3 separate regions of the Triticum aestivum genome follow, and all the other regions are linked to region 1. A link is a contact called in public Hi-C data. All regions are on one chromosome and are shown on one strand. Each heading gives the region's core, a stretch centred on a gene start, on an enhancer-like site or on the middle of the called end of the contact. The rest is flanking DNA. Distances are from core to core; before and after follow the strand shown.

Evidence for each region. A called contact is a pair of places that touch in the nucleus more often than the background predicts.
Region 2: a Hi-C map of leaf shows a contact between it and region 1, with 3 times the contacts expected there. The contact joins the promoter of LOC123044491 here to the promoter of LOC123044490 in region 1. A contact is called at or near these places in 2 of 5 Hi-C or Micro-C datasets (both in leaf).
Region 3: a Hi-C map of leaf shows a contact between it and region 1, with 9 times the contacts expected there. The contact joins the enhancer-like site here to the promoter of LOC123044490 in region 1. A contact is called at or near these places in 4 of 5 Hi-C or Micro-C datasets (leaf and an unstated tissue) and 1 of 1 datasets of contacts at active chromatin or transcription factors (leaf).

What each region holds. Positions count from the first base shown.
Region 1 is chr2B:224,719,990-224,724,291 of IWGSC CS RefSeq v2.1, forward strand. LOC123044490 (aquaporin PIP2-1) reads left to right here and starts at 2,896. Exons shown (of 3, transcript XM_044467229.1): 1 at 2,896-3,622. The coding sequence starts at 3,005.
Region 2 is chr2B:224,867,473-224,871,309 of IWGSC CS RefSeq v2.1, forward strand. LOC123044491 (zinc finger AN1 and C2H2 domain-containing stress-associated protein 16) reads right to left here and starts at 2,433. Exons shown (of 2, transcript XM_044467230.1): 1 at 2,149-2,433; 2 at 1-656. The coding sequence starts at 2,247.
Region 3 is chr2B:224,482,117-224,486,580 of IWGSC CS RefSeq v2.1, forward strand. It overlaps LOC123044489 (insulin-degrading enzyme-like 1, peroxisomal), which reads left to right. Exons shown (of 26, transcript XM_044467228.1): 26 at 193-679. The coding sequence ends at 444. Among protein-coding and RNA genes, the nearest start is that of LOC123044489, 20 kb to the left of the region's middle. Within about 2 kb of position 1,600, at least 7 of the 8 cell types and tissues checked have an H3K27ac peak or open chromatin away from gene starts, as enhancers often do. A contact at or near this core is called in leaf, where this site is marked.

The sequences.
Region 1 (4,302 bases), core at 1,646-4,145:
AACTGTCGCCTGATGGATAGAGGATGACTTGCTAGCGTGCTCGTCGGAGGGGGCCAACAATGACCTGACGATGAAGGAGTCGTATGACGATCAGCAGACGCCCCTCCCGTGTTGGTCCATGCCAGCTTCCCCATGGAGCAGACGTACTTTAACACCATCATAGCGGAGGAGCAACCGACGTTCCGGAAGGTGAGGGAAGAGCAGCGGTATAACTCGGCCCTCCTAGCGCATCATCGGCTGGCGGAGGGTCACATCTACAGCGAGTTTGCGAGCGAGGAGGTCATGGTGGCCATGGCCGCAGAGAACCCAATTTTTGTTGATGAGCAGAGGCATTCTACGAGGCCGCACACACCGCTCATGCTAGCTACAACGCGGTCACAACTGAGTCAGGCGTGGAGGCAATCCCGGATGGGAACGCCGACAGTTGTGCGTCGTTTGCGCCAGGCTGCTACGATCACGGTGCCGGCCCGTCGAGGCCACATACTCCAATGATGAAGAGTAGGACATGGGAGATGGAGTCGTCGGTGTCCCATGTGGGTACTTCCATGTCCCATGTCTTACTCTTACTTGTCGGCGGCCTGCAATTTCACTTCCCAGGGCTCACGCCCGCTGAAATGGACACACCCATGGGAAACAATAAGGACATGGAGCACAAGCGCCAGTGAAGATTTATTACACGTTCGGTTGCCATATTTGTTTTTTGGCACTCTGCATCTGTGTCCCAGTTGTGCCTGGGCGAGGTAAAAGAAGCAGAAAACCATCATATACACATCGTTTGTCTGCATGCATGTAGGTTGGCTACATAAAGGAGCAATTTTTCCCATGGTGTTTGGTTGCCCGAGTCGCACTTGTTAGACAAACTACACAATGTTTGGTAGCGAACGACATAAGGTTTGATCACCACTTCTCACTAGTGATGACCTTACCACACACGATTTGAACATCGTCTCAGTCCTAGCTAGGAAATAAATGGCAGATCATCCTAGCTACTAACAAATGGCAGTACAAATTTAAGAGCCATATGGCTGAATTGGGGAAAGTTCATCGATGCTAACTAGGTGGAAGTCCATCCTCGTGCTCTTCCGAAGCTAATAACATCATTAGGTGTCACCTCTTCCTCCTCTGACATAAGGTTATCACACCCTCATTGTAGGATCCAGTTATGGAGGATACAACATGCAATAACAAACTTAACCTGGGTAGGGTAAGGCTGGAAGGGCTTATGATACAGGATCTTAAACCTGTTCTTCGGAGCCCCAAATGCCCTCTAAACCGTAACTCTACAGCTAGAGTGTCTGAGATTGAACAGTTCCTGTGGAGTCCTGGAATAGTTCCTGGAAGAGAACTTGTTCACATGGTACCTGGTTTTCCTGAAAGGTTAGAAGAACACCAGGCCGACATGCATAGCCAGCATCTGATAGGTAGAACTGGCCATCGGGGATATTGATGCCATCAGGTCTAGACATGTTGTCAGTTAGAATGTAAACAATCATGGGTTGATCTTTCCCACCCAGTAAACACATATGTGAACTTCTCAGCGAAGTGAACCGCATCGAGAACATTCTGGCTTGTGTGCTTTTTACCCGTGTATGCTACGGCCTGTGACCTCGGCACTTTAGCAGTCACATGAGTACCATCTATTGCGCCAATGCAATCTTGAAAATGGTATGACATGATGGTGTTATGGCAATCCTAAAAATGGCATGACAAGCATGTGAATGCATGAACTACGATTAGTGCTCACCTTGAAATATGAATACCATCTTGGGCTAGTGCGTATCTTACTAGGAGTTTGCCCGGTTGGTGACCTGATCATCTCTCCTCTGAGCTCCCCAACAACATACAACACTTGCTTGAAATACCTGGAAATGGTCTTCAATGATCTCCTGAACGTGTTGTAGATAACCCTAAACCTCTGGTTATGACCTACAACATGCAGGAATATGACAACTTGGTATTCCACAAAGGTGTGGATGCTATCTTCATGCAGCCCCTTGCTCCTGAATGTTTGCACAAGCCTGGAGAAAGGTGCTCTTTTCATTTGAAGCATCCGTAGAGCCTCTGTGCCATTTCACGCCATCCCACCTCCGTCGATTTCCTTCTCCCACCATCTCCGCCTTTATTCCCACCCGCACCATGGCGTACGTTGTGCCCCGCTTTTGCCCCCGACTCAGCCTGACTCGCTCGAAATGGCCGATTCGGGCATTCCCAGCGAGCCAGGCTCTGAACTGCTTTAAGGTTCGTGTCGATGTGAGCCTGGCCTACTTGTATGCAACCAAACATGCTCTTTTTTCCTGCGCAGTCCTGGTTGGGCTCTATGCAGTTAACCAAACACATCATTAGACTAGTTTAACTTCTGAACCCTTTTGTTTATGACGAAAATGTGATGAATGTAGCCCGGTTTAAATGAAAAATTCTAGTTTGTGTGAAAAATCTTCTGACGTTTGAAATATATGCGGCCCGTTTGAGCTACACGGTTGGATGTCTGACACGATACTGTTCGTTTTTGGGGAGACGCCCTAATCTACGAAACACCTATCGTCTTCATTTTGTCACAATGCTCAGTCGGCAAGCTCTCCAAACTTCTAATGGAGGGAAGAGATATCCGTGAATCCTGGAATGTGGCGTTTGCACATGCCCCAACAGCTTATCCACCTCACTTCACTGCAGCAGAAAAACAAAAGGCCCATTCAGTCTTATCAGCAAATTAAATACTCCTCCTACTCGTACAAATACAAATAGAATTCAGAAGAAGAAAATACTACTCCGTCACTAGCTCAGTTTTCTGTTCAATCAAGGACACGAGCCCCTCCGTCGATCGCACACACACCACACACCCTCGCCTTGTTGTCTTTTACCTACCGCCTCTCCCCCGCTCCATAAATACCACCTTCCTCTCCTCTCCTCTCGTCACTCCCCCACCACACACCGCAAGCCCCACCTCCATTTTTTCCAGTCAGGTTTGCAGCGAGAAGGAACAGCAAGGAAGGCTAGCTACACGCCGATGGCCAAGGACGAGGTGATGGAGACCGGCGGCGGCGGCGACTTCGCGGCCAAGGACTACACGGACCCGCCGCCGGCCCCGCTGATCGACGCGGCGGAGCTGGCCTCCTGGTCGCTGTACCGCGCCGTCATCGCGGAGTTCATCGCCACGCTGCTCTTCCTCTACATCACCGTGGCCACCGTCATCGGGTACAAGCACCAGACGGACCCCGCGGTGAACGCCGCCGCCGACGCGGCGTGCGGCGGCGTGGGCGTGCTCGGCATCGCCTGGGCCTTCGGCGGCATGATCTTCGTCCTCGTCTACTGCACCGCCGGCATCTCCGGGGGCCACATCAACCCGGCCGTCACCTTCGGCCTCTTCCTGGCGCGCAAGGTCTCCCTGGTCCGCGCGCTGCTCTACATGATTGCGCAGTGCCTCGGCGCCATGTGCGGGGTCGGCCTCGTCAAGGCCTTCCAGAGCGCCTACTTCGTCAGGTACGGCGGCGGCGCCAACACGCTCGCCGCCGGCTACTCCAAGGGCACCGGCCTCGCCGCGGAGATCATCGGCACCTTCGTGCTCGTCTACACCGTCTTCTCCGCCACCGACCCCAAGCGCAGCGCGCGCGACTCTCACGTCCCGGTAAGCACGACATGCCGCAGAATTCTTTTGAAAAAGTAAAGATTTCTTGTTCGTATAAGAAAAGTAAAGCTAGTTGTTAGAGCTTAACTGAAGATGGCATGCCATGAGGATAGATCGTCCAAAATGAGGAGCATGATGCATACGTATGAACAAAAAGGGGGAAAGCAAGAATATCCTATACGATGAACAAAATGGGTAGAATGATACTCCTTTATCCTAGATATATCATCTAGGATGAACAAAAAGGAGGATAGTATGTATGAATGTTAGGGAGTTTTTTTTTTTGTAAAAATTAAGTACTGCCATGATGCTTTACTCCCTCCGTCACAGTTTAGAAGGCACAGTTAAATTTGCGTGTGTCCACAATAGACAAGGTTTAAGACGCATTGCATTTATTTCTAGTAGCTAATTAATACTTCGATAGTACTATTTCTATATACATGTGCAGTATGAATGCTATTTTTTAACCCATCTCACAACCAATAGATAACCACATAGGTCCGAAAGAATTTCCTAGCGCGCCTTCTAAACCGTGACGGAGGGAGTAGGAAAATGTTTTTCTCCATAACAGTAGACATAAGTCTTCCCGTAGGCGTAAATGTGGGTCGTAATAGTTGAACTGGCACTGCAATTGACGCAAGAATGAAGAATCCAGATGCATCTAGTGGAGTAGTACACGT
Region 2 (3,837 bases), core at 1,183-3,682, 150 kb after region 1:
CGGCTCGGTTGCGAGTTGTTCCCATGGGATTTCTCGGCGTGCTCGATTAGGGCCCCCACAGTGGAAAACCTTGCTGGACACTGAACACATTGCTCCACAAGGCCACCACCACTGCTGCTCGGGGTGACCCCATCCTTAGCCTTCTGGACAGCTTCGCTGGTGGCAATGCTCAGTTTCTGCATTCCTGCTTCTGCCGATGATCTGAAACTTGATGCTGCATTCAAAAGGCTGGAGCTCCACCAGGAAGAACCACTGCCACTGCTGTTCGCGCGTGGCTCAACTTTCTGACTTCTTCTTAGCATGTTGGCAAAGGGGAAGGTAGGTTCTGGTTTTCTTGGGCCCGGGCACTTGTGATCAGGACCAAATCTGTGCTTGAGGCAGTGCTCTTTGCTGCAATCTTTGCACATGATTGTGTTCGAAAATGTCAGTTGTTCTCTGCACCCAGGAACTGGGCATTTCTTTTTCTTTGTTGCTCTCTGGTAATTTGATGGATCGCAATCGATATTAACATGAGACTCCCAGGTGATGTTTGCATCTTCATTTGGATTCAGACGAACTCCTTTAGCACATAGTGGGCAGATGACAACAGTGACATCCTTGTTATTAGCCTTTGGACATTTATGTGATGTATAACTTCGGTGCTGAAGGCAAAAGACCTGAACAATCATACAATAGCCATATTAGCACAATGGCTGGCTGCACTTAGTGATGACAGAACTGTTTAGACTTAAGGTGCCCGTGCATTTTAAAAGGCAAATAATTTCAGAATGCAATATAAACTGAATTTCCATAAGAATAAATACTACACATTCTGTAAAAATAATTGAATACAATTAACTCAGCAAAAAACTTCATCCTTCACAAATTACTATACATGACTACATCCTCAATGCAATTCTGCAATCTTATACTCCCTCCGTCCCAAAATAAGGACTCAACTTTGTACTAACTTTATTACAAAGTTGAGTCACTTATTTTGGGACGGATGGAGTATTATATTAAGAAATTCAGGAAGTCCAGAAGGATTGAACATATTTTGGGTGAAAAGGAAGGGATTTTTTATCCCTTATATTTACAGTGCAGTGATAAATAAGGATATGGCATTCAAAATCTGTTTGTGCCACACTTCAAAGTTTTTAGACAAAAATTAAGGTAAGCATCGGCAGGTCATATGTAGGAACTGCATGTTGCAACGAGAATGGAAGGGCTTCAGGGGGTGCAGCTAATACAACACTGTTATGCCGCCCCCCCCCCCCCCCCCCCCCCCCCCCCAAGGTTTTGGTAGAGGCCACCATTTCCTGGTACAGCAATAGTTGCTTATAACTCCCTCTGTAACTTAATATAAGACGTTTTTTGACACTGTCATAGACTATCAAAACGTCTTATAAAAGGTTACGTAGGCAGTATTATGTAATGCATAAAGTAGTGTGCTCCAGGACAAAATCAAATATTTCCTTATAATGTTATAAAAAGGCACATGAAGGCATGTTTTTCAGTTAAACCATGTAGACATGTTTGCTTGATGTTTCTTCAATAATATTCTTTACAGAAAGTTCCTTTTACTTTAGTACATGGCAATGGCAGTTAGGATAAAGCAGGTTTTACATTCGAGTCCAGAAATATGTGTCCATAAACTATTAACCAAGCACAGCAGACTTGAAACAAATGTTTCAATCAAACAAAGCATTTCTTGAGCATCTCCCAAAAGGTCATGCAGAGCATTTCACTAATTGATGAAACACCAAGCGGTGACACAAGAACTCTACTTCAGCAACAAAGCGAGCAGAAGCACTGCTTCAAGATGGCAGGCGTTGATACTCTATTGCACAGAACTGGAGAAAGAAAGGGTCTTCCCTGCTGCCCAGTCAAGGGACATTGACAAGAATAATTTGGTTTCAGTAGGCTGCCAGATCACAACAAGTAAAACCCAGGCAAGGTCTCCCCGCCCAAACTACTAATCCCAGGATCTACTTCAGGAAACCGCGTCTACAGATAAGGAACGATTCTTGCGTTCCATAATCCACAGAAGAATACTTAGACAGGCCCAACCTCTAAACGCAATTGACCCAATTTTCACGCCAATCCATAGTCAAATCCGGTCAACGAACACAAGAGCGAATCAGAGGGACATGGGAGGCGGAAACGTACGAAGTCGCATCGGTCGCAGGTGAAGGGGAGGAAATCGATCTGGTGGCAGTCGCCGACGCTGCAGTGCCGCCCCAGGTCAGGGAACTCCGGCGTGCCCATGGCCCGCCGGAACCGCGCGCGCTTCGGGGGATCCGGGCAAACTCGACGACGCGCGCCCCGTCCGCTCCGACGGCTGCCACCGGCAGGGAAGAGGGGGAGAAGGTCGCTCGCACGCACGCGGAAGGGGCACGAAATCGATTACAAAACGTTTTGACGGTGTGTTTTCGGGCAGGCCCTCGGACTTGTCTGCAGTTTATGCCAGGTACTCGTATGACCGCGGGCCCGTGTTCATAGTTGGCACGCGCTTTGTTTGTGGGGTAAGGTGGAGTCGGTGGTGAGAGGGTAACGGGAAAAGTGTCACCGTACGGTGACTGTAGTCAATCCCCCACCCTAGGAGCATCTCCAACGGGCGCGCTAGAAGACGCGCTCACGCGGTAAAAGTGCTTTTTAGCGCGCGCCGACCGGTTTCGCGCGCTCCAGCGGTGGCGGGAAACAAATGCGCGCGGGAAACGATTGCGCGCGCACGGAAAAAAGGTGGCAGCTCGCGTGCAAGATTTGGCGCGCCGCTTCGCGCGCGCCTATTAAAACTGCAGCGCCATCTGCCGCTCTCTCTCGCTCTCTCCACTGCTTTCCCTCCTCGCCGCCGAGCCGCCACCACCGCGTCACCATGCCGCCTCGCCGCCGGGGAGGTTCAGGCTACCGCGGCGTCCGCGTGCGCCCGTCCGGCACCTACTCCGCCTCAATTCAGTCGGGCGGCGGCGTGCGCCTCGGCCTCGAAACCTTTGACACCGCCCAGGATGGCGCGCGCATACGACGCTGCGGCGTGGCGCCTCCGCCGGTCACGTTGGGACATGAACTTCACCGACGTGTCGACGCGGGAGCGGGCACAGGAGTTGGTGCCTTTCCCGCGGCTTACCACTGACGAGGATCGTCGTAAACACCGGAGGCGGGAGCGCCGTCTTAGCCTGGCCGAGATGGACGAGTAAGCCATGGCGGTGTGGAGGCAACGCTTCCCGCAAGACATCATCAACGAAGAACAGTTCTTCGCCGAGAGGAGGGCGGAGAGGGAGGAAAGGAGGAAGGCGCGAGCCGCCTATCGCGAGGACAACCGAACGCGGAAGGCGGTCGCTAAATACAACATGGCGCTAGGAGATGCGTCGTCCTGGGACTCCTGCGACGAGCGGTTCCTTGACGCCTACGCTCAGACATCGGAGGAGGACATCACCGAGGCAGAGTCTGAGTCGGAGAACGAGTAGTAGTAGAACTATATATCGTTGGAGAAGCCAATTTTATTTTGTATCATAGAAGCAGGCTATGTGGACGTAGTAGAACTATATATCGTTGGAGAAGCCTGGATATACGCATTTATATCATGAAGCAGACTATGTGCGCTGCATTTTTTGCGCACTGCTGGAGCGGCGCGCGCGCTGCATTTTAGCGCGGCTGTTGGAGCCAGCGTTGCGGGCCGCGCAAAACCAGGCGAAGCGCGCGCGGCAAAGTAGTTTTTAGCGCGCGGCGCGTTGCGCGCTTGTTGGAGATGCTCTAAGGCCCTTCCCAGTGCTCCATGGTGTACAGGTGCTAAGGGTGCCACGTAGGCAGAAAAATGATGTGGCAAAGCAATTAAAGAGGAGAGAGAGTATTATGGTGATC
Region 3 (4,464 bases), core at 350-2,849, 240 kb before region 1:
ACAAACATTAGGGGGCTGGTTACCTGGGTTTAGCGTTCAGGGGTTCATGTAGACTTGTTCATTTGTTTAATGTGTTGTGTTTGCGGGTATCATGTGTTGTGCTTGCGGGTATCGTTTTCTTTTCTGAGGAAAAGGCAGTCGTTTTCTGTTTTGGGGTGTTGTTTTTGAATGCTTGGATTTCTGCAATTGCAGATTGCTGCACTGGAGGAGCTTAAGAAGGAAGAGCTGATAGAGTTCTTTGATAATCATGTCAAGGTTGGCGCACCAGAAAAGAAGATCCTTAGCATTCAAATCTATGGCGGTCTCCATTCCTCCGAATACGAAAAGATTATTCATGATGCTCCGCCACCGCATTCGCATCGAATAACTGATATATTCAGCTTCAGGAGGTCGAGACCTTTATATGGTTCATTCAGAGGTGGTGCTGGTCAGATGAAGCTATAGGACAACTTTGTTTCGAGTCATATTTACATTCACTTGAATTGTTCCTATAGAAAATAATGTGTGGGACAAATGCTCGCACTTTTGGCTAGGCTGAATATTCCATACCAAATCTAGTCATATCACTTTGAAATTTTACATGGTATTCTTTTCTATACTGATTATCAGACCTGAAAGTGTTCGACCGGCATACTTTCTAAACCTGTTTATATCATGAATCAGAGGATGGAATTAGCAAGCCGCTGAGCACAAGTCAGAAGTAGAGTCTGCTATTGGTTACTATGCTCTTTTTTTTCCTGAACTTATTTGGTTACTTATAAAGGTCACCTAGCCACACCAAATCTAGTTGCATATTATGTGAATGCAGCGATTGGCTTATACCAGAGGGAGGGTGTGGCCGCCGTGCGTTCTTGCTTGTTTGGCCGGGCTGTGCTCCCACTGCTGTTCTTTTCTGGGTCCCCTGACGGTCGTGCTGTCGCTTATCTCCACGCTGGCTTTGCACGTCATGTGTTCGATCAAATGCACAGACAGTTTAGATGGATATAAATGGGGACTTTAAAGGGCTACTGTTGGATGACCGGCGCCAGCCCGACCCGTCCGCGGGCACGAATAAATGAGGTGTCCGACCGTTTGAGGTATAGCCTCGGAGATGCCTTAGCTCAGCACTCGACGTGAAAACGACGGGAGAGCACGAGAAGCGCTTTACACGCCAGCTACCGAAGGAGGCGACGAAGGAAACAAAGAGCCCCCGGACAAACTGACAGCCTAATTTTGGAATCCAGAAGAAAAGACAAGCGGTTAACCAAGAGCCATCACCATGTATACTCACAAAAGGCGTTATGTCATCTACTATGCATGTATGCTAGCTGCAACTGCTCCGCCACCTGATGAATCTTTACACCCTAAAAGCACCAGCCACCCGGATCGGTTTCGAGTCCTTCTATATATTGTTTCCACTCAAAAAAGCTTTTGCTAGTTTCGCTTTTCCACGTATACATATCTTGTCAATATATGTATCCAAAGGCTACCACGAGGTTCATTCACCCACTGTCTGTAGCACTGATGCACAGGCAGGCAGGCAGGCTTGTCCTTGGTCCACTGGGTTTTCCATCAGGGCCTGACCGCATGCGGACGGACGGGCCGTGCCACTTGCACCCTGGCGGGGCTGGCTGCCACCACAATCCCGCGCCGCGCACCGAGAGCTAGCTACTCCTAGCTCGCTAGCTATCCATCCACCGGCCTGATTTGATTTGCTCCACCACCTGCATCCATGATTGGAGTCCCCTCGCAACTTGTCCTTGCCAACTCCATCGGCCACTCACTCAATCTCAATCACCAGATCGTACCACGGCGCTGCCGGCAATTCTGCTGCTGATTTGTCCTCCACGGCTCCACCCGGCCCCAGCCCCAGCCCCAGCTACATGCACAAAGATGGTCCGACCCTCCTCGTGCATGGACCTGCAGCGCAGCGCTGAATCGGCCGCACCCTACAAAAAAGTCTGCGAGTCATACATACAGATACAGGGCAGATCAATCAACTGGTCTTTGGGCGGCGGAGCGATTCGATGCGTCCACGGTGTCCACCGGCCAGTCCTGCCCATTCCGCAGCTGAGCCAACTAACCTCATCGCCATGTGTATATATACTCCTAATTCCCAACCGATCGGATCATTCTACACACAACCTGTTTTTATTTATTCCACACGCCGATCACAAGTCCAACCCGGCCATCCTCGGAACTCGGTTCGTGCTCGGAAATGCATGAGCGCGTCGCATCGCCGCCGAACGACCGCCGCTGCTCTTCTGTTGTATGCTATCTCGCGCCACATGGTCAGGGGATTTTGGTGTCTGCGGCCGTTGTGGTAGTTGCGGCCCTTCCTTCCTGGTATATATATAACCTAATGGATGTGCTGGCGCCCCTTCTACTCCCGTGCCGAAGGATACGGGATTCAAGCCCATGATGCATTTTTTATGTCAGATTTAGCAAGCCAATTCCGTAAGGGCATGTACAATGGTTCTATCTTAGCAATGCCACGTAGGATAAATGATGAGGTGGAGGAGAGAGAAATCATAAGAGAAGGCTTGTCTTCTCTTAATTAAGAGAAGGCAAGAGATGATCTCTTAGCACAATATGTCTCACCATGTTTTTAGGAATAACTAGTTATTGAAGATAAAGCTAAGAGATGACCCATTGTAGACATGTTTTTTTGTCATCTCTAAATTACATGCAAGATTTAAGATAAGACTACCTTATCGACCATTGTACATGCCCTAAGCCACTCAGCCATTCCTCCAAGTTGTTGATCAAAATTGGATGTGCCGGGTTGGTTGCCCGAAATCCACCGCGTAAACCTTAGCGCGCCTACTCTTATTTACCGAGGGAGAAAGATTATCTTTATTTTTCTTGAAAAAGAGGGCTCCCCTCCGATTTTCTTGTAGAAACCACAGTCTTCTTTACAAACTACCAAAAGGGAAAGTAGCAAAAAGACTAAATGATCTTGGATGCCCTCCCATCAAGGCAATAGTTTCACCCTGTGCTCTAAAAATACAAATCACCGTTACCAGTACCAGGCATCCAAGAACAGAAAGCAACGTTACATCAACGTCGCTATGCAGAAGATATTACAGGTTTAAGGAAACTACAATAAACCATCACAGCATAATAAGGTGTTCTAAACATGACAGCCGAAAAGAGAAGGAAAAAACATCACACTGCTTTGTCTCCCTTCCCGCGCCTTCAACTGCGGTGCATCTTCCTTCAAAAGGGTAAAGCTTTATTGGATCCGAAGCACTCCAAAACACCATTCTTGAACCGCCTTAAAGACTTTATTTGTTGTCATTTATAGAAATTTTACCGCCCACGTCAATCTTCTTTGATTTTTTTTGTTTTTTCTGTAAAATAATCCAATCATTCAGCCATCTAGCAATCATATTTATAGGGACATAGGGGTCAGTAATTCTTTTTTCATCAAAAACAATGCGATTTCTAATCTTCCGGATAGCCGAGAAAACCATAGAAATGTCGGTAAATATCAAATGTTTATCTTCAGCATGGAAATTTTGTACCATCTTTGTTAGAAATACCAAGCAAGTTGAAGGCACATTTTACAATGTTCGATAACATCCTAGCTAATGAGCATTTCATAAAAACAAGAGCAAAAGTGTTTGGAAAATTAGATACGACGGAGACGTATCAACTCCCCCAAGCTTAACTCATTGCTTGTCCTCAAGCAATTCAGTTGACAAACTAAAAGTGATAAACAAAAACTTTTACGAACTCTTCTGTTCTTGTGTTTATATATATATATATATGCTTAAATAATACCTAGGTTTTCTGCAAAGATTATAACTAACCATGCAAATGATAACTCTTAAAAATTATATTCGCTCATATCAATGGCATAATCAACTAGCAATCAATAATAAAATATTTCAAATGCCAACACTTTGTCAAAACAATCATGATATAATATGACAATAATGGTATCTCGCTAGCCCTTTCCGAGACCGCAAAACATAATGCAGAGCACCCCCAAAGTTCAAGCAGCGACTAAACATTGTAATTCATGGTAGAAGAGATCCAGTCATGATGCACACAACATTAACTATACAGATGCATGAGAATGACAATAGTGCTCTCAGGAGTGGTGTGTGTTTGAGAAGGTGATGACTCAACAATAAAAATAAAATAACATAAAATTAAATGGATAGGCCCTTCACAGAGGGAAGCATGGATTTGCAGATGTGCGAGTGCTCGAAGCTTAAATCAAAGATAAATATGATTTTGGGAGGTATACCTTTCCTGTCAATGTTACGACTAAGAGATTTCAATATCGTCCATGCTAAACAAATTAGCAGTGGTTCCCAAGCGGTAAAAGTAGAGTTTACTCCCTCTCCACTAACAAACACAAGCCATGGCTAGCCAAATCCTCAGGTGCCCTCCATACCAACAACAGTCCGGGGGAGTTTGTTTTATTATTATTATTGCAATTTTGATCATGGGACTGGGCATCCTGATTACCAG